Linked DNA regions of Mus musculus: regions 2, 3 and 4 are each linked to region 1. A link is a contact called in public Hi-C and HiChIP or PLAC-seq data. All regions are on one chromosome and are shown on one strand. The core of a region is the stretch at or near the end of the contact, and the rest is flanking DNA. Distances in the headings are between cores, read along the strand shown. Region 1 overlaps Arl15 (ADP-ribosylation factor-like 15). Region 2 has its middle 70 kb from the start of Gm41072. Region 3 has its middle 24 kb from the start of Gm41072. Region 4 holds the start of A430090L17Rik (RIKEN cDNA A430090L17 gene).

Region 1 (4,490 bases), core at 749-3,248:
GGTCCCCTAAAGCTCTAACATCCTGTGGTTCCTTTAAATATGTCATCTGATCAAATAAACAAGGCATAAAATGGACTGTCATAACTCCCTTCGAAAAACAGGAAACTCCAATGACCATTGTGGAGGAGAGAGGAGAGCCTTTAACTAAAGGTGGGGGGTGGGGGGGGGATTTTACTTAAAGAACTTCACACATTGCTAAAAGACTAGCATTCCATTCAACCCTTCCAATTTCCCGCAAAACAAAAGTGTAAGAAGGGTAGTTAACTTTTTAAAAACACTATAAATGTGTCTTGTAAAATTTATACTGTTTCTTCTTACAGCGAATTTAAAATAGTTTTCAAGTCCAAAATGGTAAGTGCTGTAGCTGGCCAAGGACTGGACACCCTACAGCACCCTCTCTACTGTCAAAACCCTGAAGAGTCTGTGGAAAGACAGGATGGCAACGCATCTTTAGCAGAGCTTGGAAGACCTCACCCAAATGATGGTCCCCTTAACAATGTACTAGTTCATCAAAACTTAGGAAAGATCACAGAGTGTCCAGAAGAAATGTGCGTCGCAGAATACAAAGTGAGTAAGTAACCTTTCGAGTTAAGTAGAACAAGGAGAAGAAAGAAACGGCAAGAGGCAAGGGGCAGCTTTGGAAGGAGAAAAAAAAAATCATTCAACAAAATGTTCCCACTATTTTTCTGGGAAATCATCTAAGTTTACAACTTAGGTAATCAGACTCTTTCCAATAAATTGGTCATAACTCATGCTAAAAAGCAAATAAAGAGAAACCCTAATATCCTGAGGAATCAATGCAGGAAAAATGTAACTTAGGACATAGAACGGGAAGTCTTGAATGGAAGCAAAGCTGAAAAGCCATTATTTCACTATTCTGGGGGGGAGGGGATGGAACATAATGCAGAGAGATTTACCTTGAACCCCAAATTACAGCATCTTTGATGCAGCTGACAAACCGTTCACAATTCAGTTCAAACCCACATAGGAGAGGCCTTTAAAAGCAGAGTTCTTGGCAGTCTACCAAAGGATGGCTGAATGGCAAGGGCCAAAAGGGAAGGAAGAACCTGGAAGCAGCAAGGAAAAGCCACAAGGGGACCAGAGAGAGCTATCAGGGAGCCCTCTAATCCCTCCTTGCACTCAGTAATAGATACCACCTCCATTACTACTGCCTGGGGAAGAATAAGACAAGACACCCTTCTCTATCTCCACTCTGACATATCAAGACGGTCTGCGTGGGTTTTCCCAAATGCCAGGTCTCAGAGAAATGAAAGAACTTGCTTTGGTGCTTGGAGCCTTCCGCCCCCACCAAGTCAGTTCCCTCCATACTCTCTGCCATGCCACGGTCTCAGAATTCTAACCCTCCCGCCCGCCCACAGCCTCCCAGCCACTCATCCACACCAAGGGACAATAATAGGAAAACGCAGTTCCAGACATGTCTCGGCATGTTCAGGATGGAGATGGCCCTCACTCCTCAAACTGCTTTGGATGAAAGAGGCGCAAAGGCTCGTCCCTGTGACCCAAGCATTAAAAAATGCGTGCTCGGTCGGTTCCGCCTGAAAGGTCCCACCCAGAGATGCCCTGTGGCATGGCATGTGCGACCCTCCCCAGCTCTGTAGCATTGATGATTGAACACCGGAGAGGGATTTGGGTCACATTTATTTATTTATTTATCTTAAGCCCCTGTGTCTCTCGCTTTCCTCGAGGAAACCTGTGACTCTCGGAAGAGCCGTGGTAGCTGTGACCCCACGCTGGAAGGAGGTAGGATCAAAGGCAGCCTGGCCAGACATGGGAAACCATTTCCACTGAGAGTGGACATACTGCCTGTCAAAAGGTTACTCCCACCGCGATGGGACAGCAGATCACATTACTAGAAGTAACAACATGAAAGGGCAAAATCTGGCCACAGTCCCCCACATACATGTTTTTCTTTCCACCAGGGGCAAATGGGAGACACCAGCCACCTCGGAGTTCCCGTCTTATCACTTGTGGGGGGATGGGAACAGGATGGGCGAGGCGGGAAGGGAGCCTTTCCCTAATCAATACAGACCCTGAGCCGCAGCCACTGTTTAATTCCTTTTATATTTTTCTTTTCATTCAGAAACAGCTCACATTCACAGAGACTTTTCTGTCTTCAACTTTTTTTTTTTTTTTTTTTAAATCCGAGCAATCGCAAGCTATATTCTGTGGAAGACAAAATAACTTTGGAGGCGTAAATCTTAATGTCAATGACAGGAAGGCTTTGGTGAACCATTACCATAAATCTGACAAACGCTAATTTGATGGGTGGCTGTATCTGCCTGCTGCACGGACAGTCTAGACAGTCTATTGAGAAATCTTAAAACACAACTGTTTGTTCCCTGTAACACCATCTGGATGTGGCAATAAGCGCCGACCCAGTGCCATTCACACATGGATCAAAGCACATGCTAATGCTATCATGAAGTCATACACATAAAAAATTCAATCTGAGAACGCAAAGCAATTTTCCTAAGTCTTCAGTGAAGAAACCCCCAGACTTAGTGAGCGAAGTGTGTGAGGGGGGGAAGGGGAGGAAGGGGAGGGTGGTGGAGGAACCGAATATTTAATGAGCCTGGCTTCCAGAGGAATGTTAGGCCACCCATTGTATTGGGAAAAGGCTCATGTCACGCTTCAGTCTTGGTACCCGTCGGGGTGCCCCTTTACAAAAATTGATCTGAGGAGGATCTTTGTCATTACCTGTTTCAGCAGAGGGGAAGAGGGCGGACTCGGGGATGCGAAATAAAAGATGGGTACAAGGTGTAAATCGAATATTATAACGTATCGGTCTGAAGTGGCGGAGACGTTCAATACCCGCAATATGAAAAATCTTTCTCATTAAACTGAATGTGGCATCAGATCAAAGAATCGTGGGCCTCCTATTGAACTCCTTTAAATATTACAAACATAAGAGCAAGTCTGGCTGTGCATAAAACAGAAATGAAGCCCCCCACGCCACACCCCCTGCTACCCCCACCCCCTGTACCCTTATCCTACAGCAGGCTGGAGAAGGACACTGCTCATGAAATCTCTGCGTGTGGGTCAAAACACGAAGAATCTTGACGTTTCCCCACATTCAATAAGGTACCAATAAATTAAAATTGGAATTGAGCAGCACTTTCATAAACACATGTCTTCTACCATTTTAAGGCACAATTTTAAAATACATCATTAAAGGGCACAGAGGCACTCTCTGACTCTCACCACCTTGCTGCTGGAAGGGAGTTCTTGCTTGATGCAAGTGTTTCACTCCACTGGGCAGTGCTACCAGTGAGCTTGATGCCTGTGCTTCCTGGCTGGCTGACATCATCTCCCATCAGAACCTAATGGGGGTAGGGTGGGGTGTCCATGACACAAAACACCTTAGCATATGTTGTTATTATTATACTTATCTCTGTCTGCTAAGAGGCAATAAATATGTCATGTCTCTATTTCATTCACTCGGCCTAAGTCATACAAATTCCCACCGGCGTATTTTATTTTATTTTATTCTATTTTATAGTGGTTATAATCGGAGTGTCTGCATTATGTATGTATGGATGTGCACAAACACACACATTCAACTAGATGAATTGTCCTAGTGTGTTATCCAGGCCACGGGCGGTGGGTTACTCAGCAAAACCAGTGAGAAATTACATGCTTTGTCTATCAGAAGACTGTGGCTTATGCAGCAAATTTCCAGCTTGCACGGTTACTAGAGATTTACCCACATAGAGGAAGCTTCAAATGGGAACTGAGGCAAATCCCTTCTGCCCCGCAAAGTGCAGACGCTTCGTGTCCTTCAAGTGTATCTGCTGGAATATGCAGAGGCAACGCGGGATCACAGCAAGAACGCACTGCCGCTTCTAAAATGTGAATTTTTAGAAGGCCAGCCCAGGGCTATGATTTTACAGCGCTGGTGATGTATCCAGTCAATCGATGAGAAAACCAAAGACTGACAGGTGTGTGTGTGTGGGGGGGGGGGTGATGTTCTGATGTTCTTAACATTCAATTTCCAAGGAAGACACTTCCCAAAGTATTTCCTAACAAAAACATTTCAAATGTAGTATTAATAACATAATGCTTTTGTTTCTTAACGGGGGGAGGGAGGATCTACCAATTTTAACACCCCATCCAACATGGAGTTTCCCCATAGTCAAGTATGTTAAATAAGAAAACGTCTTGGAGTGCCTCAACTGCCAACCAACGGCACAAGTTTCCAGTGCGAGTGACAATGTTTTTATTTTACATTCATCCTAAACCACAGAGCTGGCTGGTTAACATAATCTAGATCTCACACACACACACACACACACACACACACACACACACAAAACACAACAACAACCCAAAAAAAAAAAAAAAAAACCCGAAAGAACAGCCTGTTTTTCTGAACTATACAATGCCTGAGAGACCTGCAGAGACCCAACACAAGAACATAATCCACCTTTTCCAAGGACGGCCCTTGTCCTAACTTCCAAAGAAATCCACTG
Region 2 (4,490 bases), core at 1,193-3,692, 400 kb before region 1:
CTGTATAAACCAGAAGACAATATCCGTCTTTAGTTTTCCCTTGTCATATAAAACAGAACAAAATTATTAGCGTTGTTTGATGAAGCTTTTACATTTTGGTGTGATTGGTTTTCTGTTTCTCCGTCTATGCTTGAGAAGATGAACTTACTTCAAATTCCGTTTAACACAAGATCCAATAAGCTATCGAGCTGCACAGCCATGGCAGACAATAGGAAACGGGGGTCTGGACCTTAGCACAGCAGCCAGCAATCCTTGGCTCTAGAGGAGCTAAGGAGGATGAGGAAAAGAGAAGAAAGGGCAGAAACAGCCCCTTGGGGAGAGTGTTTCTGATAAATGAAGAGGAGGTGGGAAGGGAAGAACCAAGAAAGCTGATAGGTTCTGTTGGGTCAAAGAATGACATCCCAGAGCATGGAATGCTCTGAGTAAAAGATGTAAAGATGTTGGCAGTGTCTCAGAAGCAAGGCTTCCTGGGTCCCCCCCACCCCCCCTCACCACCCGTACATCACAGAAGCTACAATTCCTCTCCCCTGGGGAAGACCATTAACTATGGAAAAGCAAACCATAAAGCCTAAGAAGGCTATTCTCTATACTGCCATCTCTGAACACTGGTTTTGAGTCCCTTTGTGACATTAATTCCCCTTTGTGGCTGCATCCTATCTCTATACCTAGAGAAAAGGGACACACAGGCCAAGGGAGTCAGTCATATTGCTACTAGATTAAAATAGTTCACCACTGGAATATGAATAGATAGGCCAATCATAAAGAATGAGAAAATTCAGCAGATAATCCATCACATACAGATTGGTTGCAGGATATTTGATCACAGTGTGAACCCTGAGATTGTGTTATTTACTGGACAAACCTGTTTCTAGTTGTGGTGTGGCTCAGCCCTAACACAAACCATTAATCCAAGACCTTTTTGCTTATTGTAGGCAGGATTAAATAAAGTCAACCATAGGTCAAGAGGCAGGGCCAGCAACCCCATTTGACAGGAAGTGAACATAGGAAAGCCATAGAGAGTAAAAGGACATCAGGAGGATGGATAGAGAGGTGCACAGGAAGTAGAAGGGAGGGACATTCTCTTTGAAAGGTCTTTTGAGAGGATGTAGAGAAGGAGAGCTTTTATTCTTTGGGGACATCAGCTGAAAAAGAAAGTCATCTGTGTGCTTTCTCTGCCTCTGAGCTAGCAGGTTTTCACCATAACATCTAGCTCTCAAGTATTTATTGGTAAAATCAAACGTTTGAGATTTTGTTTAAAAACAACAGAAGTTGGTATATGATAAAGACACCATTCCCAACACTTGGAGGGAAAGGCAGCCTTTGAGTGTTACTAGGGAAATTTTGATTGCACCATGCATAAGAATAAACTGCAAACCGATCAAAGCCTTGACCGTAAGGAAAGGAGGGAGTGCTCATACGAATCATTAATGAATTTCTCTGAAGCCTGAATGAAGATAGGCTTCTTAGCTTTAATTGATTTTAAATTTATGATTCACACAGTAAAGCAAATTTGTAACTGTTACTTCATAAAATAATAATTTAAAATGTATACGCACATATACACAAAGTGACTTCGGTATTTAAAAAATACTGGAAGCTATTCAAATTTATTGACAGGCTGAAAGTTACAATTAGAAAAGAATAAGTCACAAAGTGACTGGTTAAGTTTATTGTTGCAAAATAACTAGAAGAAGCTTTGTGAGCTAACTGATGAGTTAGTATGGTATAGTAATTTCACCGTCTGTATCTGTAATCAGATATCACACTGCACACCCTAAATATGTTAGTTAAAAGCAAAACCTTAAATAAATAAATATGATGACTGAATTATGTATGGACTGTCAAAAGCCTAGGTACTACCTACCTGTTTAAAAGTGAGGAAAGCTTTTCATATTGATATGGAATAATCTCTAGGAAAAAGACAACTGCAATACAGCAGGTCTCTGGTGATACACACATAACACACACACACACAGGTACATATACACATACACATATAGATCAGTGCACATATGCCGAAGACCAGCCCCAGTCAGCCTCCCTCAACCTGCGGAAAAAATTTCGGGGTTCCATTACAGGCGGGCGTGGAGTCTGGGAGAAATGACAAACAAATATGAACACAAGGGAGTGCTGTATCTGGATGCATTTTCTCCAAGCAAAAACCAGACTTTTTATACAGAATAAATAAATAAATAAATAAATAAGAAAGCCAGGCAAATACATCCTCCAAATTAATACATCAGCCAAGTTACATTGACACAAAAAAAAGATGCATACATAACGTTTACCAGTGAGAATAGGAACAACCCTTAATTAAGATCAGCCAAACACAGCAGCCAGGTGAATGCTCTGATGCAATGCTAGTCTATTGTTAAACCCACCATCAGGGGTCCTTTAGTAAATACCTGATTATGCTAGTCCTCTGCTGCCTAGTGAAAAACCTGTACCTGGGGAATTCTACTAACCCTTTCATGAATAATACTAACCCACCTATTTCCTAGGTCATTGTGTATTCCTGTATTTGGGTGTGACTCCGCTATTGTCCTAAGTAATTACTATGTAGACTAGCCCTGAGCTTTTCTAGATCTATTCAAGTATATTGTAATGCCTAATTAGTTTTACTGTCTCTACTAGAAGTAAATTTGAAAGTTACTGAATAGGTAACATTCTTACTGAATTCCAAGCTCAGGGTCGGCTTCAAGGACTGCCTAGGACATTGGTGAAGACCAGGGAGTAAAATTCAACCTGATTAAAGTATTTGTAAAATCATTACTTGGAAGAACCTATAATACAAGAAAGCACACAGATCCATACACTAGATTAACTCGGGGACAGGGTTTGAGTATATGGGCTATGGGAATGCCAAGGTTCCAGGAGGCTAAGTTTCCATGAAACTCTTTGCCTTGTGACTGTTTCCAGGCTTTTAGGCCTACCAAGCAGACTTCACTGGAGTGGATGTAGCACACATACACGGACACATATAGATAGGTACATATGCATGTACACATATAGATAGGAACATATACACACATAGATAGGTAATATACATGTACACACATAGATAGGTACATATACATGTACACATATAGATAGGTACACATAATTCTATTTTCTGTGTAGCAGAAGGCAAAACCAGAACCCAGTGTAATTCTTGACCTCCAGGGGATGAATGGGAGCCAAGCAATGGGACGTGGAGATGAATGATGCCTCTCTATGGATAATTTTGTGTTGTTTTGACTCTTATAAGCAGGCTAACATACTGCATGTTTAAAGAAAAGTCAATCAAATATGAGAAGAAAGAAGCCCTAAAATATAAAGCAAACAGAGAAACGATCCCATGTGTACCTTAAATGAAACCAGAACCACAGTAAAGGGAAAAGCATACTCAGGTCACTTGGAACACAGCATTCAACCTTATATGCCTGGTTAGATGGGGCTGGATGACTGGAGAACATTTCAAACAAATACTTAAATTCGCTTTTCAGTATGATTTCTTTATACCATGGTATGAGAAACCAATTTGCATATACACTGTAATTGGTTTAATAAGTACACTGTTATTTTGAGATGGCCAGTTTTTTGGTTTTGGGGGGTTTTGGGGTTTTTTGGTTTTTTTTAACTGAGACAGTCTTACAAATATGGAAGAGAGAAAGTAAGTTTCATGGTATGAAATAGGAATTACATAAAAGTAACTAAACTTATTTTAAAAAATAACATACATGTGTAGATCTACTTGTACATAGACATTAGTACATTTATACACACAATAGTTTCTTAATGTTATCTATTGAAGAACAAGAAAATATACAAACAGAACAAAAACAAAACAAATAAAACAAAACAAAACACAATTTCAATCCAGTCTGCAGTGAGAATCTGGTCTGTGCTATGGTTTTGATCTCAAGTGCTCTTCCAAGGCCTTTTGTAAACGCTTGACTCTCCCATGCTGTTGAGAGATACTTGAAACCTGAAGAGAGTGAGCGAGATTCTGGTTGCTGGGTGAATGGCTGTGAAGAGAATATGGTTCTGAATCCTCATCTTCATCCCACCGCCATGATGTGACGCACGTACTTGCCTCCTCATGTGCTTCCACCACTGTGTGCTGCTACAGAGCAGGACTAAGTGATGAGGACAGAGACCCCCAGAACTGTGAGCTGAAGGAAACTTCTCTCTTATAAAGTTGATTGTCTTGAGTGTTTTACTATTGTAATGGACTAACACAGAGCAGCAGACGTAGACAACGGACGTCAAGAAGAGAGACTCAGGTCAGGAAGATGTCTTGGCAGGTAAAGATGCTTGCCACCAAGCCTGACAACTGAGTTAAGCTCTGGAGACTCACGTGGTAGAAGGAGAGAAACTAAGTCCTGAAAGTTGTACTCCTGACCTCCACATATGCACACACACACACACACACACACACAATAGAACTTCATATACACAAAATGTTGTTTCTATAACTACACTCGAAACAACATAAAAAAGACTTTAAA
Region 3 (4,490 bases), core at 1,218-3,717, 350 kb before region 1:
GAAATAGTGTTTCTCTGAGTAGTCCCAGCTATACTGCTGGTCTCAAACTCAGAGATCCCCCTGCCTCTGCTTCCTGAGTGCTGGAATCAAATGTGTGTGCCACCATACCTGGCTTCTTCCAATCTTCTCAAACCATCCCTGGATGGATACACTCACCCATGCTGTCACTTACTTTTGTTCTCTGACACCTGTTTCCTTCTCTACTCTTGTCTTCACCTCCATTTGGTTCCTATTGTAAATATATCCCAGAATATGGTTCTTAGCGTTGAGGCCTGGCCCTCAGGAGCCTGAAGCAGGGAAGCCGAATTTGATTTAAATTTGAATAAATGTGATAGGGTTCAGAGGTCTCTGGTGTTCTCTTATTCCGAGCCTCAGTTCAAAACCAATGGGAAGAAACTCTCTCTAACTCAGAGAAGAGATTCAGAGGGACCAGAGTCCATACCATCACCTTCTGCAATGGTTCCTCTCCTCTTTCTGTCTCTTGTTTCCTAGTCAAGGCTAGAATGATATGCTACATACAAGGGTTCTACCCCCAGTCACACACTCAAACTTTAGCGGCAAGGCAACTTAAGGGTTGGTAAAGAGATTAGATTCTTTGTGGAAGTTAGGTAATTGCTCCCTTTGTAACCTAGGACAAGCCCATATATTTCTTAGTGTGTAAACAGATTTTAAGAACCCATTTTTGGGGGAAGAGATATCAACACACACACACACACGCACACACACACACACACACATGCACATCTAGAGATTGAGAATTATTATGTGAAGAAGAAGGTTCTATCAATGACTTTGGTGACCTCAAGCTTTGTGCTCACCTCCATGTTTGTTTTCTTGCCTCTGTCTACCCAGTCCTGGACCATAGCCAGCAAATCAACACTGAAAGGAGAGGTATGAGTTGTATGAGACTGTGCATGCTGGACAGTTTTATGTCAACTTGACACCAGGAACCTCAATTGAGAAAATGTCCCACCAGACTGGTTTATAGACAAACATGTGGGGCATTTTCTTGACTGATGATTGGGGAGTTCCCAGGATGGTAGGTGGTGCTATCCCTGGGATGTTTATATATATCACATCAAAGGAGAAGCCACACAACTCTATTGCAATCTAAAGTTATTTGTGTGTATGTGAACACACACACAAACACACACACACCATGAATTCTGATAGTGGCAGATGTCTCCTCAGAATACATAAATCACTTAGTGATATTTCAGTTGGGAAGTGTGTGTGTGCGTGTTAGGGTTGGGGTGAGACAAAGGAAACAATTTTTCATTGTAATTAGAAACAGAATAATTAGATGTTATATATATAAAGCAGGCTGAGCAAGCCATGGGGACCAAGTCAGTAAGTAGAATTCTTCCATGGCTTCTGCATACTTCAGCTCCTGCCTCCAGGTTTACTTCAGCTCCTGTCCTGACTTCTCTGATGATGGACTGTGCTGTGTATGTGTGAGATGAAATAAATCATTCCCTCTCCAAGCTGCTTATGGTCATTCCGCTTTACCACAGTTTCAGAAGCCCTACCTAAGACACTGGGTATACACTGCACAGAGCTGATGGTGGCAGAACCCCAGACGGGCCGTTGCTGGAGACAGAAAGCAGGCAGTTATAGGCAGTGATCAGAAAAAAAAAAAAAAAAAAAAGTTTCAATGATGTCTTAAGAGAAAAACAAGCCCAAAGTGTCACACCCCTAACCAGCCAAGCAGGCAGAGAGAAGCAGTACAAGGTTGCTTTTGCAAAAGAATCTTACAAAGTGAGTCAAGGTTAGCGGTCCACAGAGGTGAACCCTACTGCATGTTGATGGCATTCCTGGCAACCAAGTCAGAGACCTACACCTGTATTGATGCCTGTGGAAGCTTCTCCAGGTATTCCAGTGTATGAGGGAGAGGGTCGCATGGCTTGTCCATATTTTACGTGTTAAAGCAACTGAAGTGGCTGCAAAGTGCTTCCAATTCTCCCCATGCGCGTCTCAGGATAGTCACTCCACAAGCACCGTACACAACCTGGAGCCTTCTTGGCACGGCCACAGTGAGCTCTGGGCCAGACACAGCTGTGTCTTGGCATGACTTTGGAGCCCAAGACCAAACCAATGTCATGCCATACCAGACAGCTTCTTATTTAACTTACTTCTTCCATAGGATTTGAGAGCTTATTTGAAACAAAACTTGGGAGCCATTAAACAGAATTGTGTTCTGCTGCTGTCAAGAGACCCCATGACCAAGTCTATAAATGAAAACATGTAATTAGGGATGTCTTCAAGTTTCAGAGGGCTAGTCCATAATCGTCATGGTGGGGATAACGGTGGAAGGCAGGCAGACATGCCACTGGAGAAGTAGCTGAGAGTTCTATATTCAGATCCACAGGGAACAAGAAAAGAGAGACTCTGGGCTTGACCAGGCCTTTGAAACCCCAGCTCTCCCATCCCCAGCCCCCATGACACACTTTCTTCAGTAAGGCCACACCTCCTAATCTATATCACATAGCGCCACTCCCTGATGACTAAGCATCTGAATAGAGCCTACAGGGGCCATTCTTATACAAACCACCAGAAGAACAAAACAAGAATTCTGTAAATGTAGGGAAAAAGCAAAAAGCATAGGCAGAAAAGTCATGTCATAAAGGTCTGGCCAAAGAGGAACAAGACCATTGGAACCAGAATGCTGGCCTGAAGCTCAAATCTAAGCAAAGGCCAGAGGCTGGAAAATGGCATTACTAGGGGTTGACACGTGCACGTATGTACTTGTCCTTGGACTTGTATGAAGCAGTACGGGCCTGAACACATACTCACAGACATATATGAAGACAGAGACTCTGTTGACTTTCTTATATCACCATTCCTGGGCCTCTAAAGTTTATAAGGAGTCCACTAAAGCCTGATTCTATAAAAGTAATCCTCTGGAGACTCTGTGTGTGTGTGTGTGTGTGTGTGTGTGTGTGTACTATGTAGGTTTGCTGTGTGGGTTGTGGATCTGTCCATATGTGTGTTGTGTGTGCAGATGCGATGTGTATATATGTGGTGTGTCTGCTCATATGTGTTGTATATGAACATGTGGTGCATGTGGTATGTGGGTCTGTGTATGCACATGTGGCATGTGGAGGTATATATGCATATATGCTGTGTGTGTGTGGTATATGTGCACATATGGTATGTGTGTGGTATTTGTGGTATATGTGTACACATGTGATATGTGTGGTATTTGTGGTATATGTGTACACATGTGGTATGTGTATGCACATGTGGCATGTGAAGGTATATATGTATATATAGTGTGTGTGTCTGTGTGGTATATGTGCACATATGGTATGTGTGTATACATGTGGTATGTGTGTGGTATTTGTGGTATATGTGTACACATGTGGTATGTGTATACACATGACAAGGGTATGTGTGATGTGGTGGTAGTCCAGAGACAGATGACTCAAAATGAAGTTTTGGTGATGTGGGCATTTCTTATGAGAGTTCTTAGGTCAGTCCTCGGATTAGGTCTCTCAATCTGCTCACCACTCAAACTCCTTTTAATCACGTTTCCAGATCCAATTGAGTAAAGTATTTTGAACTTTTTTTTCTTGCCAACTAAACAAATGTATTCTTAAGTGCTTTTAAATGTTCATTCCTAATTATGAACAAATGTTTCATTTTCCAACACGCTTTTTGGAACAGTGAAAATTGCCTCATTGACTTAAACTATCCCTGAAGACTGCCCTTGCCTTGTCATAACCACATAGAAGCCATTTTGCCAGACAGTGTAAGTTGGCACACAGCTTAGGCATTAAGCACACAGTGTGCCTGTGCTGTTGGCTGATGATCTGTCGCTGCTGACACCAGGTATGTGGGCTCTGAAGACCATGCTTAGCACAAGCAGTACAGATTCTAACTTGTATCAGCATCTCCTCCCAGAGGAGGCTAGGCTCTGGCCTCCTGACTGGCCAGCTTTTCTCTTTGGTTCCCATAAGCCCTCAACTGAAACTCTTGGCTGGTATATGGTAAGATACAGAAGTCAAACATCCCAGAACAGGGACCTTTTCCAAATGTCTCTCGTACAGTTTGTTGGAAACAATATGCTGATGGGATGGGCCTGCAAGGGATGCCGAGTGCAAAACAGGTCAACTCGCAGTGCAGGCAGGGTTAGTGCCTGTGCTACAGCTGGATGTGATTGCATATCTCAGTGTAACTAAAAATAGTTGTTCTTCCTGACAACTGTGATCAAAAAAGGTGAAAGGGTGGCTGATGGAACATACACGGTACAAAGTACCACTAGGAACAGGAACCAAATGATTGTGGGTCTGTTGATGGAACATAAGGAAGTTTGGCAATGTGGTTTAAAACGTAAGACAAGGTCAGTGAGACGGCTGAGCAGGAAAAGGAGCTTGCTGCCAAGGCTGATGACATGAGTGTCATCTCTGGGACCCACATAGTGGAAGAGGATAGGTAACTCCCCCAAGTTGTTATCTGGTATGTGTGTGTATCTGTGTATGTGTGTATGT
Region 4 (4,490 bases), core at 829-3,328, 270 kb before region 1:
GATAGATCCAAGACTATAAAGATCTTTGTCCATGGTATGTGTCTTTTGTTTGTTTTTGCTTTTTGAAACAGGGTCTCACTATCCCTGACTGGTCTGGAACTCCTTAAACTTGTAGCCAATCCTCCTGCCTCTGACCCAAAAGTACTGGAATTATAGGTGTGTGCCGCCATGTTTGACTAAAAACGACCAAATGTTGTATACTAATTTAGAAATGAAAATAAAGCTGAGGGGTCCATTTAAAAGTTGCACAGAATCAAGTTGGGTGGTGATGTGGTACACACCTTTAATCTTGGCACTTGGAAGTCTGAAGCAGACACATCTGCACTGAGGCCAGACTGTTCTACACAGTGAGTTTCAGGCCAGCCAGGAAGACACAGTGAGACCCTGGCTCAAAAGGAAAAGCCAACCAAAACAAAACAAAACAAAACACCCCACAACCTAACCCAACCCAACCCAACCCAACCCAATCCAACTAAACCCAACCAAACCAAATCCAACCTAACCCAACCTAACCCAACCCAATCCAACTAAACCAAACCAAACCAAACCCAATCCAACTAAACCAAACTAAATCAAACCCAACCCAACTAAACCCAACTAAACCCAACTAAACCAAACCAAACCAAACCAAACCACACCACACCACACAGATTAATCCTTACAGCAGAATTCCAGCTAATGTGATGACAATGAGGAGGTTAATGATCTCCAAGTAACTGTTCACCTTTCAGATTTCTGACAGACATAAAATCTAGTGAGTTCTAGCTTGTTTATCACACAGGCACACTTGGAAGAGAGCAAAGATGGCTAAAGGTAGGTTTTGCTGAATCCTAAAATGAAGGAAACAGAAGCCACGAAGACAGGGTCGTCACCAGACAGAGGAACCCAGTGGCGTTAATCTGACAAATACTGCAGAGTAACTTGAGATTTTCGGCAGTGTAACCTAAGTGGGCACCTAATGGAGCCACAATCACCCAGCTGGCATTTGAAGGATTCCATAAACTTTACAATGTAAGTCTTAAAACAAAGATTCAGATCCTTAGATGCTGGCATACCTCGAGTTTCTCTGCTGCCAGAACACAGCTTTGCACCATCAGAGTTTCGAGTTCCTAACACGATGCCTGAGAGACTGTCTAATCCTAAATGCCTTCAGAATAAATTTCAATTTTGTTTTCTTATCCTAACCCGACTTCGGGTTATTACAATAACCCGGAGTTACTACAATAAAACTTACTGTCATGTTGGCTTATTATCAGCACGTTTTTATTTTTATGTTGATGATCATTTTAAAGACCAGTGTTCAAGTTTGACTAACACGAATGATGACTTTAAATCCGAGTTTCCTTTAGAATGCAAAGAAGTGCCCCCAGGATAGGGGGATCGCCATTCAAGATTGTTTTCTTATTAAGAGACAAGTTCTAAATATGAACCTAAGTCTTTTGAAACACTTTCCTGCTGCGTACATGTCACGGTCAGTTGGGAAGTGCTACAAGGAGGAGTGACATCAGAACGCAGCTGCCTGGCAACCTGTGGTCATTTAGCTATTTTCGGGATAGTCACAGAGTGGGCATTCGTCGGTAGCCATGTGTCCACCCTAGAGATAGAAAAACAAAGCCACCGAAAAGCAGCCAACCTATTTTAGCTCTGCCACCCGAGCCCGTCCTCTCTGAGGCTCGGTGGGTGATCTGCATGACCAGAGTCCATTATTCACACGTTGAATCCACCACACAGTCTTTTTATAACAGAAGGCACGGTGGTTCCGTCACTGCTAATGGTTGTAGCAGCTGTTAAACTCCCGAGACATCACACGGCACACTTTCTCAGGGCTGGGCATGACCATCACATTTCCTTCAGTAGTGAAGCCCTAAGACAGCCCTTCCTCAGCTCCAGGGATACAAGTTCGATTGTGAGGATGCAGGCTGGGTTACTTACCCTCACTCCCCTTTAATGCATTTTACTTGCAATTTCTGTGACTAAATTTTTAGAAGGCATATGCAGCTCCTAACTTGAGTCATTGATCTTTCCTTCTTTGACACCTGCAAACTTCCTTTTACTTATAGTGATAAACGTCTGCTTCCTGTTTTTGTTATGAAGGCATGCATGGAGTATGTATGTGCCCACGGGCGACCTAGTTTTCTCTTGTATACTTTGGTAAGCTCAGGTGGGGGTCGGTGGGGGGGGATGCTAGAACATGGCTTACTTTGTGTTTTACATGAAATAAATTTAGGTTCTGAGCTTGGCTATTTATAAACAGAGCTCTGACCCACATGAAAGTGTGGTTAGACATTAAAGACAGAGTCAGGGAGGAACATCGTATCATGTGGGACTGACCGTGCCGTCCACCAAACTACGTCATCTCTCATGTTGGAGAATTAAATGCCACAAGCACCCGTTGGTAATTGCGAAAGCTAAAGATGTTATATCCTATCCTCTGATGCCTAAACATCACCTGGGTGGACCTGGCCTGTTGAGAACTGTCTACCTAGCCCCTGTGGTGCCTTTCATAACTGCCTGGGGCCATTGAGTACTTCTTTCTCCTGTACGTCCCCATATCTAGGAGAACCACAGGTGTTTCCTTTGTGAAACACTAGCAGACTTTGAGTGGTTTTTCTTATGTCTGTGGATGGCTATGATGACTTGTAGTGGAGGGTCTCAAGCGTTCTACGGAACTCTGGTAATTTAGATCGTACAGGCCGGTTTCCTGAAAAATGCCACTCAGTCACCTGTCATCCCTTGTGCAAGACTGAAGAGGCTATGTAAAGGCTGCAGAGGTGCGCTGGGACAAGCCACCCATGCAAGCCTGCTGTTTGTGCTGACTGAGGAGGTTAGAACAGAGGTCTGTAAAATGTGGAGACAGAATCCCTAGCAGAAGCAGCAACAGCCTGGCCGCAGCTCTGGCTCCCAGCTGGGATTGCAGGCTATCACCCCAGGCCTGGGCTGTTTAACGATCATAAAGGGCCAGTTAGTAATATGCAGGACTTCTCACTCATCCCTGCTCTGTGACTATACTTCAACCAGAAGCAAGAAAAACAGCTGACTCCAATAGAAGGCGATAGGGTTATTCAGATCAGCTCCTTTGTTATGGGAAACGGGACTTGAGAAATAGGAGTGTATTCTTTCTCATCTCTGAAGCCCGGCATGGCAGGTCAGCTGTTAATACTGTTGACAGAATGAAGACCTCAGAACCAGAAAGCCTGGAGAATGAGCCACAGCCTGTGCCCGGTGTGGTGCTGCACACCTTTAGTCTTGTCGATCAGAAGGCAGAGGCAGGTGGATGTCTATGAGTTCAAGGCTAGCTTAGTCTACACTGAGAGTCCTGGCTCACTTATGGACTACACAGGGAGGCTTTGTCTCAAAAAACAAAACCAAACAAAACCAACCAAAAAAACCATAAAATCAAAAACTGCAGTTGTGGGACTTTGTATATAGAAGCGCAGGTTAGCTGGGAACGCAAGCGAGTTAGTGATCGTGATGGAACCCTTTGTTGTTTTCCTATAGTTTTAAACACACCAACTGATTACCACGGGTGGTTTCTTTTGCTGTTTGTCTATTTTGTTCTGATCTGGTAACAAACTCTGGGCTTATATATGCTAGGAAAGTCCCCCAGCCCTGAGCTGCACTCATCCCTTAACAATGCTTTCTGAGATAGTTAGGGATATAGGACCTTAATCTCTTTGTTCCATTTCTAAACGGTCCAGAGGACCCGTGTTGACTGCAGTTTTGTCCAGCCTTTCCCATGACTGCTAAGGAGGAAATGGGAGTTTGTTCATCTCTACTTCAGCCCCTGGCTTTCATCTCTTCATCTGTTATGACAGGAGAAAGAAACCTTTTTCAGTGATACTTGTAAATTTCCTCCTGAGTCACATGTTGGGGGCTGTTGGTACCAGGACTAGCAACAGCTGACCCCGTGTCTTCTCTTTGCAGCTCTGGGGATGAAGACGTCGAACTACTACGTTAAGTCATGAAATCAGCAACCCTTTGCAGTATTCTTATCCCCCCCCCCCCCAATCTTTAAATGCAACTAACCAGTCTTTTTCTTTTCCTTCCTAGGGTCAGCTGCTAAACTGTTACCCATTGAGAAAACACATTGTTGTCTGTGTGCTTGCTAAGGGGTTTATCTAGCTCTGCTGCCTTGATTACAGGAGCTCCTGGCTTGAATTGGTCACCCTCACCAGAGTCTGAGAGAGCTGTGCCCGTGCGCTCCTGGGTAAGTCTGGAGATAGTGGTGGGATATCATTAAGATTCTTCAGAGTGCATTATTGGCAGCCTGTTCAAAGAAAGGTTGGTCACAGAGAGCTGCACAGCTGTCCTGAGTGTACTGCTAGGAGGATCTTGAAATCCTTAGAAAGGCACTACAAAAGTCATTAAGGACATAAATAAACAACACAATCAAAAAATCGATATGCAACATTCGCAATGATGCTGCACAGAATGGACACTAACTTCTTATTGAGTGACTACTGATGTGTCCCCAATTCAGTGTTGCTAAT

What was found. A called contact is a pair of places that touch in the nucleus more often than the background predicts. HiChIP or PLAC-seq counts read pairs in DNA pulled down with a chosen protein or histone mark.
Region 2: an H3K27ac HiChIP or PLAC-seq map of embryonic stem cells shows a contact between it and region 1, with 5 times the contacts expected there. The contact joins two enhancer-like sites. A contact is called at or near these places in 3 of 15 datasets of contacts at CTCF or cohesin (embryonic stem cells, pro-B cells and stem cell-derived epiblast-like cells), 24 of 484 Hi-C or Micro-C datasets (3T3-L1-derived adipocytes, B cells, CD4 T cells and 11 more), 8 of 115 datasets of contacts at active chromatin or transcription factors (embryonic stem cells and fibro-adipogenic progenitors) and 1 of 9 other capture datasets (embryonic stem cells).
Region 3: an H3K27ac HiChIP or PLAC-seq map of embryonic stem cells shows a contact between it and region 1, with 4 times the contacts expected there. The contact joins two enhancer-like sites. A contact is called at or near these places in 3 of 484 Hi-C or Micro-C datasets (muscle stem cells, neural progenitor cells and reprogramming fibroblasts), 1 of 115 datasets of contacts at active chromatin or transcription factors (embryonic stem cells) and 1 of 9 other capture datasets (embryonic stem cells).
Region 4: a contact with region 1 is called in a Hi-C map of embryonic stem cells, with 4 times the contacts expected there. The contact joins the promoter of A430090L17Rik here to the enhancer-like site in region 1. A contact is called at or near these places in 2 of 15 datasets of contacts at CTCF or cohesin (embryonic stem cells and stem cell-derived epiblast-like cells), 23 of 484 Hi-C or Micro-C datasets (the G1E-ER4 cell line, the HPC-7 cell line, adipose-derived mesenchymal stem cells and 14 more), 9 of 115 datasets of contacts at active chromatin or transcription factors (differentiating embryonic stem cells, embryonic stem cells, epiblast stem cells and 1 more) and 1 of 9 other capture datasets (embryonic stem cells).

The regions. Positions count from the first base shown.
Region 1 is chr13:113,878,064-113,882,553 of GRCm38.p6, reverse strand. The region is part of intron 1 of Arl15 (ADP-ribosylation factor-like 15); the gene reads right to left. Among named protein-coding and RNA genes, the nearest start is that of Arl15, 86 kb to the right of the region's middle. Within about 2 kb of position 1,998, at least 43 of the 459 cell types and tissues checked have an H3K27ac peak or open chromatin away from gene starts, as enhancers often do. A contact at or near this core is called in differentiating embryonic stem cells, embryonic stem cells and stem cell-derived epiblast-like cells, where this site is marked.
Region 2 is chr13:114,276,928-114,281,417 of GRCm38.p6, reverse strand. No RefSeq gene overlaps it. Among named protein-coding and RNA genes, the nearest start is that of Gm41072, 70 kb to the right of the region's middle. Within about 2 kb of position 2,442, at least 7 of the 459 cell types and tissues checked have an H3K27ac peak or open chromatin away from gene starts, as enhancers often do. A contact at or near this core is called in embryonic stem cells and stem cell-derived epiblast-like cells, where this site is marked.
Region 3 is chr13:114,230,393-114,234,882 of GRCm38.p6, reverse strand. No RefSeq gene overlaps it. Among named protein-coding and RNA genes, the nearest start is that of Gm41072, 24 kb to the right of the region's middle. Within about 2 kb of position 2,467, at least 7 of the 459 cell types and tissues checked have an H3K27ac peak or open chromatin away from gene starts, as enhancers often do. A contact at or near this core is called in embryonic stem cells, where this site is marked.
Region 4 is chr13:114,149,180-114,153,669 of GRCm38.p6, reverse strand. It overlaps A430090L17Rik (RIKEN cDNA A430090L17 gene), which reads left to right and starts at 2,078. Exons shown (of 14, transcript NR_045836.1): 1 at 2,078-2,151; 2 at 3,925-4,207. All of the region lies in intron 4 of Arl15 (ADP-ribosylation factor-like 15), which reads right to left.